Linked DNA regions of Mus musculus: region 2 is linked to region 1. Evidence: chromatin contacts called from public promoter capture Hi-C data. All regions are on one chromosome and are shown on one strand. Each heading gives the region's core, a stretch centred on a gene start, on an enhancer-like site or on the middle of the called end of the contact. The rest is flanking DNA. Distances are from core to core; before and after follow the strand shown.

Region 1 (7,541 bases), core at 2,987-5,486:
AGAGTATGTTAGCCATAGAAGTGAGTTTGGCCCCTTCTTTTCCCTTCTTGTATACTTCTTTTCCATGTAATACCTTTGGCTATGAGGTAGCAAGACCACCATTACATGTGAAACTCCTTGACCTGAGATTTCTCTGCCTCCATAACCATGAGACAAATAAACTTCTTTTGTTTATAAACTAAGATTTATAAAAAGCACAAGGCAAAAGCAACTAGGGTATCTGACAGAGAAGATGTCTAGGTAGTTAAGCATGCAAGGTGTAGCCATGGCTTCTTCTGTCTGTTTATATATAGTAAGGTAGTAGAAAGGGGATATATTTAAGGAAGGAATCTGTTATTAAAATGGAAACGCATAACCTTTTGGTATCAATGTAGGGAAAGTCTAGGGATTACATAGCATTTGTGATCAGAATCCTGGTTAAGACACAGTGAATGACATTTTGAAGAAGTTGCAGATGGAATTGAATGTCAGAGAATCTACTGACAGTTGAAGGATGTTAGAGGATAAAGTCCATTTTCTTTGAGGGCTTGATCCTTCTTAGGCTAACCATACTTCAATAGATGGTTCTATAACCATCCATATGTGGGTATACTAATTAGACTCAGTGGGCTATAGTAAAAAGAGGACAAGAAGGTAAGAGGAAGATGTAATGGGGAATTATAGGAGGAACCAGAATTGAAGAGTGGGAGATGGTAAATTATACTGGAAAAGATAATGTGCATGTGTGAATTCTCATAGAATAAATAAAATATATTTTTATAAAGCAGAAAAGCATCCTTGGTGGATGGTATCGAATATACATCTAGTGTTTTCTTCCCTAGGGGTGATTATTTCTCCCACTCTCAGTATTCCTTAGTTGCCTATAGAACTGTGTATGGTTGAGAGCTCACAGGGTTTCCCCTGTGCAATTTAACATGCATGTTGTCCGTGTTAAGCTCATGTCTTTACCTACTAAATTAGTATAATCCCTATTATCTAAATGTTTGTCCTTAGACCCACATTAAGTATACTCTCCAACCCTTACCAAGAAAATTTATTTGTATTATTTTCTAAAGTACTTATAGTGCTGAAGAGATTAAGGACTCTGGATTTTTGAGTTGATGTTGCAGTGAGTTAAGGTTTTGGAGTCTAATGAAATGAGATGAATACATTTTACATGTAAGATGAAGGTAGATTTTGGATGCTATGTGGAATTTTATTATTTGAATGTATCGATCAGAGTTTGTGTGTTAGTAACTTAGCACACAGAGTTGCAGTGTTAAGAAATAATGCCTACAAGAGATGGGTAGGTAATGAGTAATTTATCCTTATGGGATTAGTGTGATCTTTGTATAAGTGGCCATATAATAAAAGCACATTTGGCCCTCTCTTACTCCTCTTAAGATTCATCCAGAGACTGCTCCACCTGGGGATCCATCCCATAAAAAACCACCAAACCCAGACACTATTGCATATGCCAGCAAGGTTTTGCTGACAGGACCCTGATATAGCTATCTCTTGTGAGGCTATGCCAGTGCCTGGCAAATACAGAAGTGGATGCTCACAGTCATCTATTGTATAGAGCACAGGGCCCCCAGTGAAGGAGCTAGAGAAAGTACCCAAGGAGCTAAAGGGGTCTGCAACCCTATAGGAGGAACAACAATGTGAACTAACCAGTACTCCCCAGAGCTTGTATCTCTAGTTGCATATGTAGCAGAGGATGGCCTAGGCAGCTGTCAATGGGAGAAGAGGCCCTTGGTTTTTGTGAAGATTATATGCCCCAGTATAGGGGAATGCCAGGGCCAGGAAGCAGAGTGGGTGGGTTGGGGAGCAGGGCGGGAGGAGGTTATAGGGGACTTTTGGGGAGGAAACTAGGAAACGGATAGCACTTGAAATGTAAATGAAGAAAATATCTAATAAAAATTAAAAATAGATTCTCTTTTTATTATATGGTGTCTTCTATCATACTAAGTCACAGCAAGCTGCCCCTTTATTTTTGGACTTTTGAATGATGAGCCCATTACTCTTCTCTTATTTGTAAATTACCCAATCTTCTTATTACACAGCACAAAACAGAGTATAAAACAACCAAGATTATGACAGAATCTTTACCAAAGTGGCTCTTTCAAACTAAATCTGGGCTGCAGGTACTGTGGTGACAGTATAGCCCCTCTTTTCCCAATCCTAGTGTCATCTCAAATTGCCCTGCCACTTTCTGGGTCCTATTGATGCATGGGAGTCTCTTTTCTGGATCTCAACTCTCTGTTCCTAATTTCAGGCTTTATTTATAAAAGAAAACCCCTGCTGAGTTAGCTTGCTTCTACTCTGGAGTTCAGTGAGACATTCAGACAATGTTGTCTCACTCGGATCTCACTTTCACATTCAAAATTCAACTGAAATCTTCTCCAGACATCATAGGGTCTAACCTTCCTATTTCCTTTTGTACATCCCTACATTTATTTTTGAGATGATCATTTTTATAGTTTTTTAAGTATAAAATTTAGTTTTTACTATTATAAAGAAACTTTTTTCTGCTATTTCTAATATTTTTTAAAATTGGCTATTTATTGGAAGTCACTTGTCACAACAATCTCCTTGCCACTCATGATCTCTCATGACACAAACATTTGGGAGAAGGAAATTGCAAGAAAGAAAAATTTAAAAAGGACTCAGTTTAACCCTACATGTTGAATATGTTGAAAAGAAACTTTACTGTTTGTTAATAGGAATTATTTCTCTGTCTTTAGTGCTATATGTCTCTGTCTCATTACAGATATTTAGGAAGCAGGGCTAGATTTCTCACATAAGCATCTTCTAGAAGAAGATGCAGCTGGAGCTATTATGTATCATATTTATCATTCTGTTTTCCCTTGTGCCATCCTTCCTTCATGACTAAAAGTTCACATCTGAGGACCTTTCCTACCTTACAGACCCATTTCTTTATTATTATTATTAATTTAATTTTTTACATTTCAAATGTTGTCCTCTTTCCTGATCTCCCCTCTGCAAATTCCCCACTTCCTCCCTCTCCCTTTTGCTTCTAAAAGGGTGTTCTTCACCACCCATTGACTCCTGCTTCACCCCTCTAGCATCCTCCTTTGCTGGGGCAAAAAGCCTCCACAGGACCAAGGACCTCCCTTCCCATTGATGCCGGATAAGGCAGTCCTCTGCTACATATGTAGTGGGAACCATGGAATGACTCATGTATGCTCTTTGGTTGGTGGTTGAGTCCCTGGGAATTCTGAGGGGTCCGGTTAGTTGATATTATGTTTTTATATGGGGTTGCAATCCCCTTCAGCTCCTTCAGTCTTTCCCCTAACTCTTCTATTGGGGTCCCCAGTCTTAGCCCAATGCTTGGCTGTTCTTCATCTGTTTCAGTCAGATGCTGCCAGAGCCTCTCAGAGGACAGCTATACTAGGCTCCTTTTTGCAAGCACTTCTTGGCATCAGCAATAGTGTTGGGGTTTGGTGTCTGTAGATGGGATGGATCCTAAGGTGGGGTGGTTACAGATCCCTTTCATTGCCATTTCCAACCCATTAAAATACAGAGCAAGAGCCTCACTGAAGTTGCACGGTTCACTTTTTCTGGTATTCCTAGCACCGGTGACTGCCATCCTCTCTATCCTTACTAGAATGTGATGCTATCACTGTAGATTACACAAACCACTGAGCACTAAACACAGTGGCTAGTTCAGCATTCTGCAGTGCTCTTTAGCCTCACAGGTGAGAGCTCTTCACAACTTTCTTGTCCTTTGTCATTTTGAACCACAATTCACTGCTGTGTGATTGCCTAGATATTCTTGAGATATGGACCTTGGAAATAAGACTAGTGTGTGGCACTTTTCTTGAGTATTGATCATAACAGTTGTCTACATCATATCTATGCTCCATTAAGTCTTCTGTGCTATACTGACCTACTCCTGTGTCATTCTACCATGAATCGCTCCTGTATTATTATTACTCTTGAAGGAAATAGTGTCTATTAATCACAGTAAGTGCATGGGCTTCATTTCTATTTCCTGTATCAATGCTCATTGCCATCATAGTGTCGAGTATTTCATCATTTGTGTTTATGCCTCCATTTTTGCATAGTTCTTGTCTTGAATAGCTGTCATTATGGCCTAGATTTAGCCCAAATAGATAAGTTAAATATAAAAGGGGCCTTTTACCCAATGCTCAGCACTCAGCTCTAGATCCTTATTGTTTACTGACTTAGATACACAGAAGCAAAGAGTACAACATACACAGTTGTGGACAGAAGGATTTCTTAATAGATTGACTCATTTCATCAGGGGACTTCTAGTCTGGGGCAAGGTTTTTCCTGCATTACTCCAGACTAAAGGTCCCCTGATGAAATGAGTCAATCTATTAAGAAATCCTTCTGTCCACAACTGTGTATATGGTATCTTTTGCATTTCACATCTCACAAGTGGACAAAATAGAGAGCTTTGTTGTAAATTAGCTGAAGCACTTAGGCTGTTCTTCTACTTGAGCTCCCCAAAGAAGGCAGAAGCTAAGATTACAACTCTGCTGCTCATTACCACCACACAACAGCTCTCAAGTAGTACTTTGATGACGTATTCTTACGGGTGAGCATTGTGATTGAAAGTCCTCCTGACTCTCACTTCTCCTGGCCTTTCAGCATTTGACTTTTATCTTTGAATGGTACCTAGCAGTGATGATGGCAGGAATAACTTCAGTTAAGTAATCCAAGGGACAACTTGAGACTCTCAGTTCCATCATTTGACCCTTGATGGGTATTTCAAAATGTGTGATTTTACCATTTGATGGTTGGAAAATAAAGACTTTCAGCAAAGAAATGCTCTTGCTTCCATGGATTATCCTGGCTGACCATGCAGATAGTGTGTATTGTCAGAGGCAACAGATCTCTTTTAAACCACATTATCCTTATAGTCTCCATGCTACTACAATGAAGATGAGTACTTCTCAGGAAATGGCACCTGTGTCCTGGGTGTCCTCTTCTTCCCTCTTGAAATCTTTTGAGAATGATTATATTCCATGGAGGCTGCATGGTAACTGGGTCAGTAGTGGCTAGTTGTGTGCAAATATCTTTGAGCACTCCATTGTAAATGTCAACTATAATTTTTAATGACTCAAACCTGCCAAAAGTCCTTGTGTCTTCTTTGAGTGGATATGTTGGCACAGGGTGGGACAGAGAGGCCGATGGTTTATTTTTAATCATGTTTCCTTTTTGGCCAAATATTTTTGAGAAAGTCCCTCTATGTCTTTATCTTTTCTTCTTGAGTAGGTCATTATGCAAGTGATTAAGACAAATTTGGGACATTGTAACCATGGGTTGTTCTACCTGAGTCCCAATTTCTTAATAACAACTTGGAGACTTATTGATGTGAATGCTTATGGCTCTAAGCTAGGCTTGTTACCCTATGAGCTTATAACTTATTTAACCTGTTTGTCCTATTCTGTGTCTGCCACATGACTGGTTACCAATCCACATTTTCATATGTCTAACTTATTCAGAGAGTGGGGTAAATCTTCTCATGTCTGACCCTATCCCAGAGTGCCCTCTCTCTCTAGTAGAACTCCCACCTTCTACTCCCTGCCTTTTACTAGGCCATAAGGTTTTTTATTGACATGGAATGCTTCCACACAGTACATAAGATAGTATCCCTCTGGGGTATGTCCACTGTGAGATAGAGCTAGAAAATATATTGTGGTAGTCACTTGTATAGTTTGGGGATATTTGGATTATTTTAACTTCCTGTCAACTCTTTTCAGTTTTGTCTTATGTGTTTTCACAGTCACTAAAGCAGGTGGAAGACACACTTTTTGGCCACCCATGTTTTTATTTCCTCCCAATAGGCTGTTGAAAGTTAAAGATTATAGGATCAGAAACATCTCCTTCTAGAGACTCCTGTCTCTCTTACTCATCAGAGTAGCCATGAGAATAGGAGATGTCAATGTTTCAGTGAGGATCAATTCCTAATGTACTTTTAGAGGTAATTCTTAGCATTAGGATAGTGGTGGATTTTGAAACTCATTTTAGTGGTTTTGAGAATTTTTTGAAACTGAACAAAAAAATATTGCAATCGTGGGCATCATGTCTCCAATCTCAGAATCAGAGTTTCAATAAAATCTCTGATTTAACAAAGGTGAATATATATTGCTCTGTAATAAGGTTTTTCTAAAACAGTTTTGCCAAAAAAATTACAGTAAGAAGTGAATTTCATATTTCAATGATGTATGTAGTCAGGTACATCGACACATATAAATATATTTTAACCAAAGTAATAAAAGAATACAAAAGAAATTTTTGGGTTGGCTGAGAAATGGTAGTCTATAAGGCCAGATATGAGTTACTAGAGCAGAACGTGATGGAAAATATATTTGAAGTGGTTTGTCTCTACAAATGATGATATTGGTAGAATTCTCGTCCTCTTTATCCTCCACTTTCTCCTCCTCCTTTTCTCTTTTTTATCCTCTTTTGTTTCCTATTTTTCTTCCCTCTTCTCCTCTTTGATAGTGGCTGCCACCACTATCATCATCATTATCATTATCATCATCATCGTCATCATCATCGTCATCATCATCATCGCCATCACTACCACCACCACCATCAGCAGCACCATCTCCAACCGTCCAATGTCTGGGATCCACTCACGATCTTCTGGGCTCCTCCAAGGGCTTGGGTCACTTCTCCAGCCAGGCCCTTTGTAGCACACGCGTCATCCTCTAGGCTCCAGATGCCTGTACTCCACTGCTGCTGCTGCTCTTGGTGGTCATCTCATGGTACTGGCATCTCCAAAACACTGCATGACCCCTTCAGTCCTGGGCCTTCAATTGCAACTGAGGCTGCACCGTCACCAATGGCCTTCCATGGCCTCTCACAGTGCCGAGCCTCAGCTGCTTTGCGTGACCCCTTCATGCCTTCAAAACCAGTACCACCTGGATGACCCTTACATATTACCAAGTCCTGCTGCAGCAGGAGTACAACCTTGGCCATCTCTGGAACACGGCCTCTTTGTGCTTTCAGAAAACACTTCCCAGAAGATGTCACCTCAATGATTACAATCACCATCATCATCACTATTATCTTCATCTTCAACACCATCATCAGAAGTAGCAGAAATTACTTTCTCCTCTTCTATTATTTACTTCATGTGGGAGAGACTGGTCACCCTATCTCTTCTTTCAGATTATCAGTACTTTGAGTCTTTGATATTTCATCTTTATGGAATTATTTCTATTTGAAAGATATATCTTTAAAAGGAATATTTACTGTGTATTTACTCAAGATATAAGTTGCTGAGTATTTATGTCTCACTCAGTATTAAATTATGATTTTGGTATGAAGTGTCACTATAAATGACTCATGTGTTGAAGGCTTGGTGTCCTGCTGATGACACTATTGAAAGGTAAGGGCAGCATGAGGGGATTAATTTTATCAACGGATGCCACTATTGCAATCTTATTGAAATAGACTATTAGGAGGTAAGTGTCCTAGGAAGTTAGATTGGTCATTTCTGTAATTCATATTGGTTTACAGATTAATATGGCTGACGATTATTTTTCTTCTCATGTATC
Region 2 (7,541 bases), core at 2,676-5,175, 2.1 Mb after region 1:
GGTTTTCTATACTCCAAGAACCATATTCTCTCTTCACTTTCTCTTCAATTAGCTCTTCTGGATATACGTGCAGATCTATAAATGGTAAACACTCAGACTTAGGTTCCTATTTCCTGTTACAACATCACCAAGAGTGGGAGAGGGGATAGCTGGACTGTTTTGGAAGCCTTTTGACCTGACCTTGTTTATTTGGCAACTTAAGAAAACTCAGACCAAGCAGAGTGAAGAACTGAATGAAGAGAGCATTTTATAGAACTCCTCTCTGCTGATCATTTAAGACTTCAACAGATCAAAAGGAACTCTACTAACAAACATTATGAGGGTTCAAGTAATTTCTATTCTAAGGCTCACGCAGCTGATGCCAGCACAATCTTATTGATTCTTTGGTTGTCTAAGGCCAGGATCCACTGCTGTCTTCAATATGAATAACTTCTAGCAGAACAACAGGAAAGTGACACCGAGCAGTATGTGGGTTACAAACCAAGTGGTTCTGCAGGCTCTTGATAATTTGCCATGAAATTCTTATTTAGCAAATCCTGGAAGCAGGCTTGAGGTGCAGCCTGCATTTTGTATTTGCCAAAGAAAGAAAGGTTTGGTATCTCTGCCTCTTCTTCCCAGATTTTCCATCTGGGATATGAATCCCATGCTTTCCTCTGACTGGTTGTTGTAAGTCATTCTGCCTTTTCAATTCAGACTTCCATCTTAACACTGGGACTCACGGGCTGAAGAAATGCTCTTAAACATGTTTTCTTCTTGTACCTCTGGAACATGACCAGACCATTAGGCCATTCCTGGTGCAAAATATGATTGAGAAACAATCATTTGAGAGGGAGGGAGATACTGTGTCATTCCATGCCGGGCAACTGTCTTAAAATCCATAACAGTGACACAGTCATGTAATACTTTTCTGAGATCTTAATGGTTTGAAAAAATGCTACCTGTTAGTAAAAAACATAATAAAAATGTTAATATGCTTAATTGTCAATTCACAGTGAAAGAAATTTAGCATGTACTCCTTCTTGGTATGTCATACTCTCCACTTAGCTATTTTATTTCCTTGTATTTTTCTTGGAGGCAGGCTGGAGGGCATCAATCCACCACTAATATTTCCTTAGGACGGAGCTGACCTTCTCTCGCTAATAGCCTTGCTTCTCTTTACCTGTCCAGTAATTTACAAAATGGATTCAAAGGCAGAAACTAAAGAAATTAAAAAAATAAAAGAAAAAAGAAAGAAAGAGAGAGAGAGAGAGAGAGAGAGAGAGAGAGAGAGAGAGAGAATCAAGGACTCAGAAATCACTGGGTGCAGGAGTTACTAGTTTGTTATCCATGCAAAATGAGCATCAGTGACATTTCACAAGCCAAGCCAATGGCAGAGCCATGCACAAATGCACGCACACACCATTACAATTCTTGTGGATGAAGATAGTAGGTTTTTTGTGGATTCTCAGAGCAACGCTACACTCCTACAGATAAAGAAGCTCTCAAGTTGCAGTTGCTTTTTCTTCAAACATGTGCAGCTTCTGTGATTTACTACATAATATATGTACTATCCAAAATATAATAACATATGAATATACTAATACTCTATAATATATTATACATAATTACGATTATATATTATGCAATAATATATAATATAGATAGTTGTGTTGCAGTTTTAGGTTTTTGCTTTGTATCTACTCTCTAAATTGTTCAAAGAAAAGAGATTGTGTTGTTCTACATTTTGTGCATTTTTATTTTATTCTGGTTAGAGCCTGGGTGACCTTGGGAAAACCAGGGCTCTATGTCTGGCTTCTCACCTCTTTCCTCTGGCCGGCAGGACAGTGTCAGCCGTCAAGTGGTATGTGATTCTCCCTTTTACCCAATTCTTATCTGTTTCTAGAAAGCCTTGAAATTATTCCATTTTTTCCCTTCACTCGAAAATGTACACAGCATCCCAATCCAGAGGAATTTGTACAAATCATGTGTTCTTTGGGGGATTTTGAGCTGGTACACTCTGGGAAGCCTGTCTTGCTCTGCTTTGTATCATCCTGTTCTCATATACAATAGTAAATTCGTGCTTATTTTAAAGGCTATCTGCCTTTGCAACCCACTTCTATAAGAGAAGCAAAATGGCCTTTAATAGGAAGAGAACATTAAATGCATAGAGAATTTGTTCTCCATCTCTGGGGGAACTTTTAGGATAGCTGTGTTTCAAGACTAGTGAGATGATTCAGTTAACAGAGTGTTTTTGCCATGCAACATGAAGACCTTAGCCCAGCTCAGCACCCAAATAAAGTCACAGACACAGTGACACTCATCAGCAACCCCAGTGGTGAGGTGGCCCCCGGGGTGTGGTGGTGTAAGAAATAGATCATGAAGTCTGCTGCCTAGTTATTCAGTGAAGTCAGTGAGCTGCAAAAAGATAAAAAAGAAAGGTAAATATCATGAGACCCTCCAAGTAGCCTGTAGCTTGACAGTCTTCCTGAAGTAGATACACCATTGAGCTGAATAAAGCAGGCAAGGGCCTTTCCTGGGGAGTTATTTCTCAATAGTTGGACTTCAGGACAATGGACTGAGATAAAATTCAAAGTTCGCAAGTTGGATTTTTTTCAAAGTGTTTTTAAAGTATTTTGAAAGGCTTCTAAGAAACATCTCTTAGAGATTTGAATTTTTCTCTCATTTTGCTAATAGATTCACATTTTCACTATTTCATAATTTTTTTATTAGGATAAATAGGAATCACTTACCTAATCAGTTACTATCTGTTGCTAAGAAACCAGAGATTTAGCCAAATGGTTCATCCCAGAAATGATGCAGGGGAGGAAAATGTTCTTATCCAACTTCTACTAAAATGTGGATATCCACATTTTGCTTCACTTTGCAAAGGTATTTGGGAGTGGTTTCTTTTTTCTTTCAGGACTCTGTTTTAACATTCTGTACTCTATTTCAACACTTTGTATGAACCAGTTTTAGAAAGTCCATCGGCTGAGTTTTGTACTGTGATTGCACTGTTTGTGCGATGCGATCACCTGAGACAGTCAGGGTCAATTGAATAGGAAAGCCTGAACTTCCAGTTAGTGAGCCAGGCAGGAAGGTGTGGTAGCTCCAAATGCATCCACGTACTGAAGGTATTTTTAAATATTTTGAATTCAAAGACTTGGTGCTAAAACCTGTAATCCTAGTTTCCTGCAGGGTCTGTCTTTTGTAGAAATTTTAAGTTTGGAGAACCTCACTGAAACAGGATGCCAGGCTGAGGTACGCCTTGATAGTTATGAAAAATAAACTGGACTGTCTAAATCGAGAAAAAAACCAAAACCTTACCTTTCAGATTTTAGCACAGAGGAGAAAAGATTCAAGTTATTCAATGACCCAAAAGATAGGAGAAACCAACCCATGCCACAGGCACTGTTCTTACTGTCACTTGAACTACAGAGCTAATCAGATCCCCCAAATCCCAACATCACCAACAGTGCTCATGGCTTACCAACTTCAACACAGATAAATGGCCCCATTAACGTCAGGGCAGTTGTGTTTGTCCAGGGAATAGACGTCTGTATTTTAAATTGCATTATCCAGATTATCCAAGGGATAAGAAATGTTTACTTTCACAGATTCCAGGCTTCTGAGCTGAGTTAAACAGGACAAGTTTAAAGGCAGGGGCTCAGAGAAGTACAGGGCATGTTGACAGCTCTGCTGTGGTCTGCAGAGGCTGAGTTAGGAGAATCCAAGCTTATCTCTGCGCTCCTGGGCTGAAAGCTGGGGGCTCTCAGGCCTTCCTGCTACCTGTGTCCTCTGCGTGGCTGCTGGTGTAAGATGGACAGGTAGAGGGAGTAGAAATGGCCTATGAAGAATTTGGCTTTGGATGAGTGTTCTCAGAATGTATATCCAAGGAATGCTCAATAGCCCCTGAAGGCTGAGAAGTGAACAAGGCAGCAGGGCAGGCAGCAAGTGTGGCCTTCTTCCACTACTGTTCAGACTCAGGTAGGGCTCAGCCTTCAGGAACAAACCTGTGTTCTTGTCCAGCCTCTAATTGCTGATTTTATGTGCTAGTTAGAGATTAAATGCTTCTTTCTTTCTAGTTGGAGGAAAGGCAGAGACAGAAGAAGAAAAAGAGAACACAGAAATCTGACAAGTTACCTCCCCTTTCAACCTTCCTTCAGCCGGGCTGAACAGGACTTGGACATGATAAGCTCAGAGCATGTGGCAGCTGCTTGCTGCCATCTGCTGTATTCTTTGTTGCTAGCAAGCAGAGGACCCTGGCTCCCCAAAGAGAAAGCAGAGGGGGAAATGGAGGTGTCAGAGAGGCTGTGTTAGGTGCCACAGTTTTCTGGCACATAGGAAATCTCCAGATATTGCATTTGTAGATTTCGACCACCTAGTCACCATTGTGAACGGACCGATGTCATGGTTGTGGGACATAATAATATATTTTTTCCTCCTCACTGTGATTGTCTTTCATCTCATTTGAGAGAGAGAGACAGAGAGAGAGAGAGAGAGAGAGAGAGAGAGAGAGAGAGAGAGAGATACATGGAGACTATTAGTTTTAAACAACTTAAGTTGCTTGAATGTCTAACACAAATGCTCTGTCATATAGTATAAACCATAACTGTTGATTGAGATTCTGGAAGGACAAGAAAGGATATATATCTAAAGATAACGAAGACATCCTGAAAACAGGATCACTATATTCTCCCTCCCTTCTAATGACCCAATTCCTCCATTTTCAGTCTTTCTCTGACTTCTTCAGTGTACATATTCCTGTTGGATGGATTCACTTTAAAAAGTCCATTATAATGTGGTACTTCTAGTACCAACCTTCAAACAAAATGAGTGAGGTTCACTTGGGGCTCATCTAGTTCTTGGTTTAGCAGTTGGCATGTCCCAGATCCAGGTATTAAAACATGATCTGCTTCTGGCCTTTGAAGAATGTAGCTCAGCCCTGATCTTTTATGGCCCATTGCTTCTTTGTCCTCTGCCTGCTGACTTTTGAAGTTCGAAGGAAAGACTTGACTTTACTTCCCCTGGTTATTGGCCATAGAAATGGATCAAGGCTGAACATGAATTCACCTCATTGACAACACAGGTCATGTTTTATCTTCCATTCACTTGCCCTTGCTAATAGTGCTAGCTTTACTAGTGGCTTACACAGTAAGTCTTTCATTTTGCCCTCCTGCCTGGTGGGTTTCTCTAGAGACTACAGGATAGGTTGAAGAGTGAAACTATGTTCAGTGACATTTGAAATAGAGATTTATAGAATTTTACCTGTTGGGTACAAATCTTCTGGCCACATATTCAGGATCTAGTAATAAATTCATTAAAGACATATTGTCTTTTGCTGTTGATCTAGTGATGGCAGCATTCTGCTCCTCAGCCTACATGGGCTGCCATGACATACTTTTCACTTTATATTGCTACCATAAATCTAATTTAAAAGCTTCATTTACTATCTTACCAATATCAAAAAAATGAAGGACAAAATACCAGTAACTTCATGAAAAGTATGACTTTGTGAAATCTAATAATACCAAGAAGTGGATGAGAATATATGATATAATTATAATTATAAATGCCTGGGTTACCCAATCTACTAATAAGGAGGCATGCCCATAAGCACAGTTCAGCATGTCTGAATGTCCTCAATAAGAAACTTTAGAACTCCTTTTCAAAGTGTGTATTGGGTCACATTTTATTCTGAAAATGCTAAGACGTTCAAGGAGGAATGGTTGGGATAGGATGGTAAGGTCAAAGCACCAATGCTGTCTTAATTTGTGAGAACACTGCCATCTGCCTGTTTAATGAGGTCCTCATTCTTGTGTGTTCTTAGTGTTTGCTACATTGGTTTTCATTGTGGATCCAGAGATATTGAGTATTTCTGTTATAGATCTTTCACACATTTAGACTTATGTGAGAGAGAAAGAGGGAGGGGTTATTGTTATAAATTTCTAGGTCTTTTTGCCTTATACTTAGCAAATATTTGATAAGAGTTCAATAAATAACTAATTGCCAGGCTTGTGATCTCAAACAAAATGGACAGAAAAGGCTTAAACATTGTGAATAGTGAGAAAGGATAGGCAAGAGTTATGCTAAGAACTGGGGTAGATAGCCTAGGTTGACTGGTAGGATCTATGTCCCTTCATCCTTTGTCTTAGAATCACCGAATCCTTGGGCAAAAAAAATAGTCTATAAAAAAATGTCTCCTTTTGCTGAAAAAGGAAGGAAGTGATCAAATGATCCATTATTTCCCAAATGCTAAATATTACTGTTTCATGATTACTCTCTATGAAGATTGAAACACAAATACAACATAAGTAAACGCTATATGTTTATAGTGACTTTTAAGTTCTTGCCTTGATTTCTTGTTTCTGTACATGTATAGTGTGATTGCTAATGAACACTAAGTCAGAATATTTAATTAAAATAGCAGCATTTATTACTATACCATTTGATGCCACCTATGAAGAAATAAAGTCATAATAGTATAACAATAATAGCAAATAATAATAAAAGAAGAGGAAGAGAAGGAAGAGGAGGAAGAAGAGAAAGAAGAAGGAGGAGGAGGAGAAAGAAGAGAAGAAGGAGAAGGAGAAGGAGAAGGAGAAGAAGGAGAAGGAAGGAGAAGGAAACTTCCTTTTATTGGTACTTTGCATCTTACCATGAGCCAGGTAGCTGTCTAAGTATTATGCATGTATTTATTTACTCCCCCTAACAAATACTCTGGCATACATGTATGAGAAAACTGGGGCACAACGGTTGGCCAGGATCACAACCTAGTAAAACTCAAGATGATGAATTGGTCCAAACAATCTGACTCTGGATCCCAAATAATTATCTCCCACAATGTTTTCTGTCTCAGCTCAGACATAGTTCTTGCCATATAAATGGAAAAGCTGCCATGTACAGCTGTGACAGTACACTATGGGCAACAGGTCCTGAAATTTGGCTGTTTGAGAAGTCAGAAGAATGAACAGGTGGACAACATTCATCAGACTTCTAACAGAAGCCAGGCACTGTGAGGGAACTTTGTGTGCACTTTAACCAATAGAACACAGGATGACAAGCTCTGTCCCTTGATTACTCCTACTGGAAGCCACTCTGTCTTCCTCTATGTCCTGTTCTCTTTTACTATTGGTGGTGCAGAGTACATCACTAAATCTGCAGGAAATGTCATAGATTCATGAGACTTGCTCATTTCTCACTTTCTGTTGTACAGACTCATGATCTTTGGTCAGGAGCTCTAATGCCTGAAAAGAAGTAGGAGATGGGAGTATTTCCACATTCTATCAAATTATGATCCATCAACTGAAATATACAGATAAGTTGTATTCATTTTTATTTCCATAACTACAAGTGAATTTTCATGAGATTTTACCATCTATAATTTTGGGCTAAACAATCGATTACGTGCTATCTCTGCTAAGGAGTAAATCAGCACAGAGCTGAGCATAGTTCCACAAGTGATAACTTGATTTTTACTTTGCAGGAACTAGCATAGACATCAAATCCTTAGATGTTTAAGCTGTATATGTAAAATGGTACAATGTTTTCAGGTACTGTACACA

What was found. Promoter capture Hi-C pulls out the DNA fragments that hold promoters and counts their contacts.
Region 2: a contact with region 1 is called in a promoter capture Hi-C map of liver, with 2.3 times the contacts expected there. The contact joins two enhancer-like sites. A contact is called at or near these places in 3 of 39 promoter capture datasets (hippocampal neurons, liver and pre-B cells).

The regions. Positions count from the first base shown.
Region 1 is chr1:172,899,260-172,906,800 of GRCm38.p6, forward strand. No RefSeq gene overlaps it. Among named protein-coding and RNA genes, the nearest start is that of Apcs, 8.0 kb to the left of the region's middle. Within about 2 kb of position 4,237, at least 10 of the 459 cell types and tissues checked have an H3K27ac peak or open chromatin away from gene starts, as enhancers often do. A contact at or near this core is called in liver, where this site is marked.
Region 2 is chr1:174,995,811-175,003,351 of GRCm38.p6, forward strand. No RefSeq gene overlaps it. Among named protein-coding and RNA genes, the nearest start is that of Grem2, 78 kb to the left of the region's middle. Within about 2 kb of position 3,926, at least 8 of the 459 cell types and tissues checked have an H3K27ac peak or open chromatin away from gene starts, as enhancers often do. A contact at or near this core is called in liver, where this site is marked.